2 separate regions of the Mustela erminea genome follow, and region 1 is linked to region 2. A link is a contact called in public Hi-C data. All regions are on one chromosome and are shown on one strand. Each heading gives the region's core, a stretch centred on a gene start, on an enhancer-like site or on the middle of the called end of the contact. The rest is flanking DNA. Distances are from core to core; before and after follow the strand shown.

The links. Hi-C and Micro-C count contacts between places; a contact is called where the count stands out from the background.
Region 1: a contact with region 2 is called in a Hi-C map of fibroblasts, with 6 times the contacts expected there. The contact joins the promoter of NXN here to the promoter of GLOD4 in region 2. A contact is called at or near these places in 3 of 3 Hi-C or Micro-C datasets (fibroblasts, skeletal muscle and spleen).

The regions. Positions count from the first base shown.
Region 1 is chr18:17,729,994-17,735,149 of mMusErm1.Pri, forward strand. NXN (nucleoredoxin) reads right to left here and starts at 1,305. Exons shown (of 8, transcript XM_032322396.1): 1 at 805-1,305. The coding sequence starts at 1,182.
Region 2 is chr18:17,565,823-17,571,307 of mMusErm1.Pri, forward strand. It overlaps GLOD4 (glyoxalase domain-containing protein 4), which reads right to left and starts at 1,684. Exons shown (of 9, transcript XM_032322403.1): 1 at 1,527-1,684. MRM3 (rRNA methyltransferase 3, mitochondrial) reads left to right here and starts at 1,707. Exons shown (of 4, transcript XM_032322397.1): 1 at 1,707-2,054; 2 at 2,307-2,551. The coding sequence starts at 1,741.

The sequences.
Region 1 (5,156 bases), core at 55-2,554, 160 kb after region 2:
CCGAGACAACCCGGACCCAGCAACTAGGGGGGGGCCGCACGGACGGGTCTGTTCCCGTGCCTGGGAGGCATCTGGGGAGGGTCCGCGGGACAGGCAGACAATGAAAAGCTCCCCGGTGGCCACCAGTCGAGCCCGCGGGTGCGGAGGGAAGAGAAGGGGAGAGGAGTGAGCGCCCCTCTCTCCCAAAGCCACGGTCAGCGGCTGCCCCCCGGGACGCAGGGCGGCCTGGCCTCGGAGTCCCGGGTCACAGGGTGGGGGAGGGGCGGGGTCCCCTGAGAAGCGGATTTCTTCTGGGGAGAGGAAACTTCCTGGTTTGGGCATTATGGGTAGGGGGCGAGCGCCTCCCCCACCCACTACAGGTATCCGCCGAGAGTCTGGCGGCTAAGGGAAGGAAGCAGCCCTTCCCCGCGCCTCCAGCCGGGAGCGCGGGGTCACGGGGTCGGGACCCCCAGCGCGGCCGCCCCTTCTACGAGGCTCCCAGCGCGTGGGGACCTGGCTCGCCACTCCTCGGGACGCAAGCCGGGATCCAGGGCCGGAGGGTGTCAAACTTACCCCACCGGAGCGGTCTGACACCCGCACGGAGGAGTTGCCGCGGGAGCCCCAGGACGGCGGGGTCCTCCGACCGGGGCGGGCATACACAGAGGAAGGGGACACTGAGGGACACGAAGGGAAGCGCGTGCAGGAGCCCACGCAGGAGCGTGAGGGGCTGCGAGGGGCGCGGGCGAGGCCGGCGAGGACCCTGCTCCCCCAACTCGCGGGCTGCTCTCCCAGGCTGGGGGCGCCGACGAGGCCCGCGCCGCTCACCTTTCTGTGCTTCTCCTTGTAGGGCAGCGCCAGCCACGGCATGTCCCGCACGAAGTCCTGCCACTGTCGCTGGTCCTGGTCCGAGGACACGAAGACTATCTCCAGGCGGCGCCGCGGCTCGGGCTCCGCGGCCGCCCCGGCCCCCGGCCCCGGCCCGGCTCCGGCCCCGGCCCCCGGCCCGGCCGCCGCGTCCCCCCGCAGGCGGCCGTAGAAGGCGGCCAGGCTGCCGCTGAGCTGCGCGCAGGGGGCGCTCAGGCTGCAGCCGAAGTAGAGCCCGAGCAGCGAGATGCCGCGGGCGCCCAGCGAATGCACGTCCACCTCCTCGCCGCCGCCCGTCACCAGCTTCTCGCCGAGCAGCTCCTCTAGGAAGCCCGACATCCTGGCCCACCGCAGCCCCGGGGCACGCGGGCGGGCAGGCGGCGGCGACCCCGCTCGCTGGGTCCGCGAGGCGGGCGGAGGCGGCGGTGGCAGTGGCGGCAGCGGCGGTGGCGGCGGCGGCTGGCGCGGGGCAGGAGAGAGCCCCGCCCGCCCGGGCCCGCCCACGCCCCGCCCCCTCCGGGCTGCCCTTGCCACGCCCCCTCCGTGGCAGTCTCGGGCCACGCGCTGGGCCCAGATCTGCTGCAGCTGGCCAGCGGGGAAGGGGCTTCCACCACGCTGCGGAACCGCCGGGGAAAGCGCCCGGGCGAGAAAACTGGCCGGAAACGCCCCACTCTGAGGGCTTTCTCCCAGCTAAGTGCAGAGAGAAGAGGGGTCCGCGGAGCCGGCCTCTCTGAAGCTGTAGTCCTCAGGGAGCTGGACTTGGCCTCCAACCTTCGAACTCTTGATTCTCTCCGGACCTCCCCCAAACATTCCCACAGTACCCCCCACCCGAGTGCTCGCTCGCTTGTGCTCTTCTCTCTCTCCCCAAAGCCTCATTGACCATTTCGTACTCCTCTGGCCTCTTGAAATGCTTACAGGACTTAGCATCTTCGTACACAATTACTTCATCAGTCTGGGTCTCACTTGCACTACTTTCTCTACTGTATGTTTCGTGTATGTTTTTGTCTACTATAGGAGAAGCGGAGGACGCCCACTCTTATATTTTTCAGGTAGCTTCTGATCTGGAGCTAGGGATACGTGAGAGAGTCCACGATACTTGCACGTGGGTCACAGGTCTCCATGTGGGGGTTCAGTCCACAGGTCGCAGCAGCCATTCCCCTCCAGCGAGTGGCTCTGTTCCATCTCCACAAGTGTAGGCAACAGATGCCACAGCGTCTTTCAATCAATGCTGATTGCACTCCTGAATGGGTTCCATAGCTTTTATCAAGTCTGATGATAGTTAAGAAAAATTCTAGGAATTTTTTTTTTTTTTTTTGCCAGCTGGCAAGATGCTACCCTGTGCTTAGCTTAAACAGGTGGCCTGTGGAAAGCCTTCCCGCCTCACACACACACGAAAAAATAAAATGCATACCCTGCCAACCCGCGAAAGAGGACCTTTAGTGTGTGTGCTCAGCTACCAACAACCTAGTGAAAGGAAAAAAACGCTCCTCTCACTGCCCTCCAGCATGCCTTGGAAGTTATTTCTTGGGCACCTACCGCCATCTAATGGAAAGAGTGAAAAAAAAACGAGCTCTGCCAGAGCCCAATATGTTTAGAGATACTGGCAGGCATGGTATTTCTGTTATTTTATAGCGGCTTTCCACACACACACAAATACAGATACAAATCGTGGCACGCTTTACAAGAGTTCAATTAAACTTCAATGTTATTCCGAGATCTGGGCACAAACATAAATCTTCATGCCTGAGGTTCTTAGTTTGTTTAGGATTGAACAGGGAGTTGTACTGGTTTTCAGTGCCATGAAATGTTATCACACAAACTGGTGAAACAGGCGGAGATGGAAACCCAGAGAAGATAGGCAATCTCTATAAAACACACAGAAAGCATCACTTTTTTTTTTAAAGATTTGTTTATTCATTTGAGAGAGAGTGAGTGCACACACAGGGAGAGGGAGAAGCAGACTCCCGGCTGAGTAGGAAGCCCGATGGGGGACTCAATCCCAGGACTGCAGGATCATGACCTGAGCCGAAGGCCAGGCGCCCCAGAAAGCATCACTTTTTAGTGAAAATATATTAAGCTATGAACATAACAGACATTAACTTACTAGATATCTTTTAAAATCCTGAAAGTAGAGGCACCTGGCAGGCTTAGTTGGTAGACCCTGCAACTTTTGATCTCAGGGTCGTGAGTTCAAGCCCCACATTGGACATAGAGATTACTTATTTTTTAAAAAAAGGCAGGGGGAAGTCCTGAAAGTAAGTTAAAATCCTCGTTTTCTCATCTATATCATATTTGAAATACCCCTTGGTGGGTTACATTAGGCACCACTGAAATCATGTGAGACAGATAGATCCTATGTTCTGACATTTTAAACACTGAACACTGATGAGGTATAAAAGGACTAGAAGCATTTACACCCTGTGGAAGCCAAAGGACAAAGTGTATGGTGTGGAGCTAGGTGAAGTGGGAGCTGGAGGGATTGCAAATTTGGGAAAACAGTGAAGTCACGATTAGAATACTTAACTGTGGTACACTAGGTGCAAGTCTGATATAAAGAGGCAGTTTGTTCAGTATTTTACTTTTATTATTTTACAGGAAAGCACTTTCCACTGGAGTATGTCCAAACCAGCATCTGGCACCTGGGAAAGTGAGAGTTTGAACATACTGCACATGAAATATAAATAAAACGTAGAGAATTGTTGGTGCAGCAGGCCTTGGTTAGAAGCCAAATAGCGCAGCTGCCTTTTAAAGGGGTGTGGAAAGAGTGGATTTGCGGTGGAAATGATTCCAAAATCATAATTCTAGTGGGTGTTTTTTACAAGAAGTCCAAGGAGACTCATTAGGCTTCCTGTAAAGAATAGCCAACATCCTTTGGCTTGTGAAAAGCACTTTCTCTGCGTATGCACTTCAAAAGACCCACTTATAGACAATGTCCCTACTGGTATTTAGCTAGTTATAGGAGTTGACTGGCTATTCCTTTTGGGTTTTGTTTTTTTTTAAGATTTTATTTATTTATCAGAGAGCGACAGAAAGAGCTTGCACAAGCAGTGGGAGAGGCAGACAGAGGGAGAAGAAGAAGCAGGCTTCCCACCAAGCAGGGAGCCTGTTTCGGGATTCGATTCCAGGACCCTAAAATCATGACCTGAGCTGAAGGCTGATGCTTAACTGACTGAGCCACCCAGGTGTCCCTGGCTATACGCATACACATATAGATGCCACCTTTAAGATTTTTAAATCCCATTTCTTGGTTTTCATATATAGTAGCATATGTGCGTAAAGATATGTGTATATACAGATACTTACTGATATGCTGGTGAAATCAGAAAAAGACTGGAAAATTGGAAAGAGCCAAACTGTGAAAAGACAGAAATGATAAAATCATAATCAACCTAGTCATTGAAAAGAATGAAAATTCAATGTACACTGTATTGGTCTATGTTCTTCAAAGAAACAGAACCAGTATCTATAGTGATTTATTATAAGGAGTTGGCTCATATGATTAGGGAGGCTGAGAAGTCCCAAAATCTGCAGTCAGCAAGCTGGACCTAGGAGAGCAGATAGTAGAGTTCCAGTCTGATTCCAAAGGCCTGAGAACCAGGAGAGCTGAAGGTGTGAGTTCTGAGTCCAGGAGGTCTTAGGAGAACACCTAAGTCTCAGCTTGAAGAACAAAATCTCCCTCACCTCACTTTTTTGTTCTGTTCAGGCCTTCCTCCAATTAAATGAGACCCACATGGGAGATTCACAGGTTAATCTCATCAAGAAACGCCCTCACAGACACACCCACCATAATGTTTAACCAAATATCTAGGCACCCCGCGTCCCAGTCAAACTGATACATAAAATTAAACATCACATGTCCACCCCTTTTGTCAACTTGATGCCCATATCTCCTTAAACCATGCTTACTCTCCAAATAAAGACAATAATAATAACAAGATCGCGATTCCACCTAATGTGATACAGATATCCTGTGTAGAACCAAAAATGTACTAACCCTTTCCCCATGAGAGGAGATGAAATCCTTCAGTGATATTTACTCTTCTCCCTCTGCTGTCACTTGAATACAATACTGTTAAATTAACAATCCTTAAATACATCTTATATTACATTATAAGTGAATAAGAGAGGGAAGAAACAAAGACGTGTGCCAAACATATGTGTATACACACATACTCATAACGATAAAAGAAGGAAATACTCATGAGATCACAGCTAGTATTATTACTACCTTTTGCTACTATCCTTCTCATATTTCCTTTGTCTTCAGCAAGCACCTCAGCTGGTCTCGTTTCTTTAGCTGGTGGAGTGACTCC
Region 2 (5,485 bases), core at 434-2,933:
CACAGAACCCCACACACAGTAGCCTCTCAATGTCTTAAGTTTCTATTCTCCTTTTTGATTCCCACAGCTACGGCTCCAGTTCAAGTTCCTATCAATTCTCTCCTAGACTATTAAAAATCATCTTTACTGATCTTTCCTTAATACCACCATAAAATTACGTCCCTCATGCACAGCTCTCATCACAACATTACCCTGTTCTAAAATGTAAGAAAGCTCCCTACTTACTGTGCCATAAAATCCAAATACCTCAGTATTCAAGATACTATCAGAAGTAGTCCCAACCTATTTGTCCTGATATCCCATCTCAACTTCAACTAAGAAATCTAAGCTGAAGGCACAGAAAACTAGTGGTGTTTCCTAAACAAACCTTATCTTTGCATGGGTTCTTTCAGTTTTTCCAGTATACTCCTCCCTCTAATCTTTGTAGAAATCCTGCCTATTTTTATAGATCAACTCAAATGCAAGAAGTCCATGAATTATTTCCTGATGACCCAAGCTGAAGTTAAATCTTTCCTGTAGTTTTTAATACTAGTAGCTACTACTTATATAATATATATGATGTATCAGATATTCAGTGTTTAATCTTCACAACAACCCTTTAATCAATGAGGAAACATTATTAAGGGAGAGTCTTGTGGTTTTTCATCACTTATGAGGTTTTCAGTTCCATTACTGTTAGCTATGTACAAACCAAACTGTCATCTCCACCCCTATCCTAAGCCAGAAGCTTCAGTTGAGGACACTAAGGTCATTTTCATCTTTGCCACCAAAGCTGTCACCAACACAGGACCATGAAGGACAGACGATAGGTTTTAAGTGACTGATGAATTCGGGTAACTCCCTTGCCCTCTACATCTTCTGCACTCTCTACATGAAATTGCACTCTTGCACCTCTAAAGCCCTGGTTTATCGGGAGCTCCCCAAGAGCTTCCACCTGCATTTGCCACCCAGGTGATCCCTGCAGAATCGCAGCTGATCAGGGCTGGAGGGGCCGCTTCCGGGTGTTGGAGACAATGGATTCTGACTTCACACTTAGATCTGGACTGTTGAGAGGAGGGCCGGAGCATTCACCCGGAGACCGAATACTCGTAAGAGACCATTCAAAGCAGGCCTGAGAAAACCATAGCTCTAAACAGGCAGATTATCTTAGACGAAAGGCTTCAAACCGGAAGAGATTGGGTTATTGTTCATTGGGAGAGTATTATATTACTTTCTATTTATTGTCTTTCCCACTAGACTGGAAAGTCCACGAGGGCAGAGCCTCAATATTTGTGAATGAACTCAAATGAAACAAACGTGTGTGGGGACACAGTCGGCGACTAATAAAGACCCCTTCCAAGATCACCAACCCAACCAGCAACATACAACGCTTCCTGAAGGTGAAAACCCGACAGGGCTAATGGGGAGACCAGGGCTAAGGTCGGACACCTGGGCGCCATTGGAGATTCAAGACACACCCAATTGTCCCTTTCAGCGGCCCCGGCCACCCACCCTCGCGCCCCAGCCCCTCTCGGCCCCGTCTGCACCTTCATCCCCAGGACATCGCGAAAGAAACGCGCGGTCTGGAAGCGGTTTCCCACTTTGAAGACGAAGTGCAAAGCTCGACGAGTAGCCATAGCCACCCGCGCCACACATCCGGCAGAACTAGAAGCCTTCCCGCCCGCAGATGCGCAGACGGGTTGTGACGTCACTGGCCGCCGCCGGCGCGCTTCCGTGACGCAACCCACGGCGCGGGGGAAGATGGCGGCCCTGGTAAAGGGCTGGAGGTGGGCCACGCGGCCGTTGCTGTGGGTGGTCCAAACCTGGGACCTCGACGGGCGGCGCTGGGTCCGGGCGCTGCGGCGTAGCCCGGTGAGGGTGGTGTTTCCATCCGGACAGGTCGTGGAACGGAAGCCCGGTCCTGGGAAGCAGCCCCAGAGGGCTGCGGCTGAGGCCAGTCCCTACGAGCAGCGACCAAAGCAGCCGCTTCAGGTGTCCCGATCCCAGACGCCCTGCACCTGGGAAGAGTCGGGGCTTCGCTATGATAAGGCTTTACCCGGGGACAGAAGGCTGAGGTGATGTGTTCCTGAGACTTCTTTTGTATTCCCCTTTCTCTTCCCACCTGCCAGCGGGAACTTAACGTTTTTCCTCCCATTGGAGGACTTCTCCCGGTATAACCCTCTGGTTTTTATTATGTTTGGAGGGCAGAATAAGTGTTTTCTTTGGAATTCGTTTATGTCTATGAAGCTCTTTATGTCTCTTAGAACTAGGTGTGTCTCCGTAACAACGATGTTGGTCATTACCTGTCTTTTTGTTTCCACCCACAGCAGTGTAATGACAATAGTTAAGTCCAGGCCATTTCGGGAAAAGCAAGGAAAGATCCTGCTGGAAGGTCGCAGGCTGATTGCAGATGCTCTCAAGGCTGGTGCTGTGCCCAAAGTTTTCTTCTTTAGCCGTCTGGAATACATAAAGGAGCTACCCATTGATAAGCTGAAAGGTGTCAGCCTCATTAAGGTGAAATTTGAGGATATCAAGGATTGGTCCGACCTAGTAACACCACAAGGAATAATGGGTCAGTGGTTATACTATGTGTCACTAGAAGTAGAGATCTGGGATTACTTATTCATAATTGACTTAGGGCAACACATTTTATTTGAACCAAATTCAGAATGTTTTCTTAAGACACCCAGAAGAAGGGGCACCTGGGTGGCTCAGATGGTTAAGTCTGCCTGCAGCTCAGGTCATGATCTCCAGGTCCTGGGATCCAGCCCCGCATCAGGCTCCCACTCAGCGATGAATCTGCTTCTCCCCCTCTCACTCCACCTGCTCTCTCTCTCTCTCAAATGAGTGAATAAAATCTTAAAAAAAAAAAAAAAAAAAAAAGACACCCACCAAAAATACAGCTCTGAAATCTGTGGATCTTATAGTATTTTCAGTGGAAACTGCAGTCAGTTTTTCTGTCAATTGTATTAATGGTTCTTTACAGTCTCTAGGAATAACCGCTGTTCCTTAAACATTATATTTTTTTAGGTAATTTTTTCAACCTTTAATGTCCAACTAAAATATATAAGAAAATGTTTACAAAAATATTTAGCCCTCCATTTGCACAAGACTTCTGCCAGTGTGGTGATACCTCTCCGGCGTTGACCCCGTTATTCTAGAAGCTTACTTACCGAGGAGTAAGCTGCAAGCTATTACCCTGCTTGGCCCATTGAACAGGAAACCGTGTCTTTATTTGGTTGACTCTAACAAGATTCTAATAGACTGTGGGGTCTATTAGCACTTGGAAGATATTTTTTCTAAATATGGAAAAACTAAATTCTTTTTTTTTTTTTAAGATTTTATTTATTTATTTGACAGAGATCACAAGTAGGCAGAGAGGCAGGCAGAGAGCCTGATGTAGGGCTTGACCCTAGGACCCTGGGATCATGACCTGAGCCAAAGGCAGAGGCTTTAAACCTCTGAGCCACCCAGGCACCCCAAAATTGAATTCTTTTTTTTTTTTTTTTAAAGATTTTATTTATTTATTTGTAAGAGAGAGTGAGAGCGAGCACAGGCAGACAGAGTGGAAGGCAGAGTCAGAGGGAGAAGCAGGCTCCCTGCGGAGCAAGGAGCCTGATGTGGGACTCGATCCCAGGACGCTGGGATCATGACCTGAGCCGAAGGCAGCTGCTTAACCAACTGAGCCACCCAGGCGTCCCCCAAAATTGAATTCTTTATATCTTTTTGACATTGGAATTATACCTTAGATCTGATAATTGAGTGGCAGTAAGTGGAGAATTTTCTCTTGGATAGTAAGGGGCAGTTGGGGCAGGGTCTCTCATATCATTGTGCATGTGTTTCCTTGTGGTAAAGTTCAGTGATTAGTTGGGAGAGGATATTCTGGGGACCATCTCTTGTTCTGTAATCCAGCAAGTCATAAGGATCTGTGACCCTGCGCTTAGAACTCTCTCCCAGGGTGGGGATTTGGGACTGCTAGAGTCCTTCACTTACTCTAAGTGTTTGTGCTCTCGTTAGCTACACTTCTGATTCCTTACTTTATGCTACAGTGCAGGTATCACTCATTTTCACTATGCTTGCCACTTTGGGCCTGTGTGCTAACAGTGGCCAGCCCACCCAGGACTTCTGTAACCCTCCTTGTCATGACTGCTTTCATCATTTCATGACTCTGAAAAATACATATTATTTAGCTTATTCTTTTTTTATTTTTTTAAGATTTTATTCATTTATTTGACAGACAGAGATCACAAGTAGGCAGTGAAGCAGGCAGAGTGGAAGGGAAGCAGGCTCCCCACTGAGCAGAGAGCCCGACTCGGGGCTCTATCCCAGGACCCTGGGATCATGACCTGAGCCGAAAGCAGAGGCTTTAACGCACTGAGCCACCCAGGTGCCCCTACTTAGCTTATTCTTATGTATTATTTATATGGGGGGGGTTGGGCAAAGGGAGAAAGAGGTAAGACCGCCTGTCAGACTTCCAGCACCTCTCTAAAATCCAGTGATAGAAGCAGGGCCTCTGGTAGAGAGCTCTTATCACTACAGCTGATCAGGTAGAAGTTAAAGAACTCCTGAGGCCCCTGCCCCACTGAATGGACTTAAAGCTGTCTGTGGCTCCTAAGGGCAGGACCTTTAGACAGGTGCCTAATATCATCTTGGTGCTTTCATTGATGGCTTAGGTGTAGGTATTTATGTGTTCTTGGTGTAAATAGATTGGACTGGCCTGTGGCGGCAGGGGGCGGGGTGGGGGCGGCAGTTTAGGAGCCTCTGATAACATGAGGAGCCCCCACACAGCATATATTGATTGTGTTTGCAAGAGTTTTTCATAGGAAATGTTAGGACATGTGCATAGAGATACAGGGATATTCACTGCAGGGTTGTTTATAATAGGGGAAAATGGAAAATAAGCTAAATGGCAGTCAGTTGGGGAAGAGCTAAATAAACCTGGGATGTTCATGTTACAAAATAACGTGAAGCAGTTAAAATAAGGTAGCTCCGAATGGATCGATGTGGTAAGTTCTCTTAGGCATCTCGTGTTAGAGAACTGAATAGGTTACAGAATAACAGGGTGTGAATCTTTTGTGCAAAAGAAAATAATGCTTGGGTGCCTGGGTGGCTCAGTGGGTTAAGCCTCTGCCTTTGGTCAAAATAGTTACGGGGGTGAGGGGCACCTGGGTGCTCAGCCGTTAAGGGTCTGCCTTCAGCTCAGGTAATGATCCCTGGGTCCTGGGATCAAGCTCCGCATGGGGCTCCCTGTTCAGCGGGGAGCCTGCTTCTCCCTCTCCTACTCCCCCCTGCTTGTGTTCCCTCTCTCACTGTGTCTATGTCAAATAAATAAAATCTTTTTTAAAAAAGCAAAACGGGTGCCTGGGTGGCTCAGTGGGTTAAAGCCTCTGCCTTCGGGCTCAGGTCATGATCCCAGGGTCTTGGAATCGAGCCCCGCATTGGGCTCTCTGCTCAGCAGGGAGCCTACTTCCCTTCCTCTCTCTGCCTGCCTCTCTGTCAAGTAAAT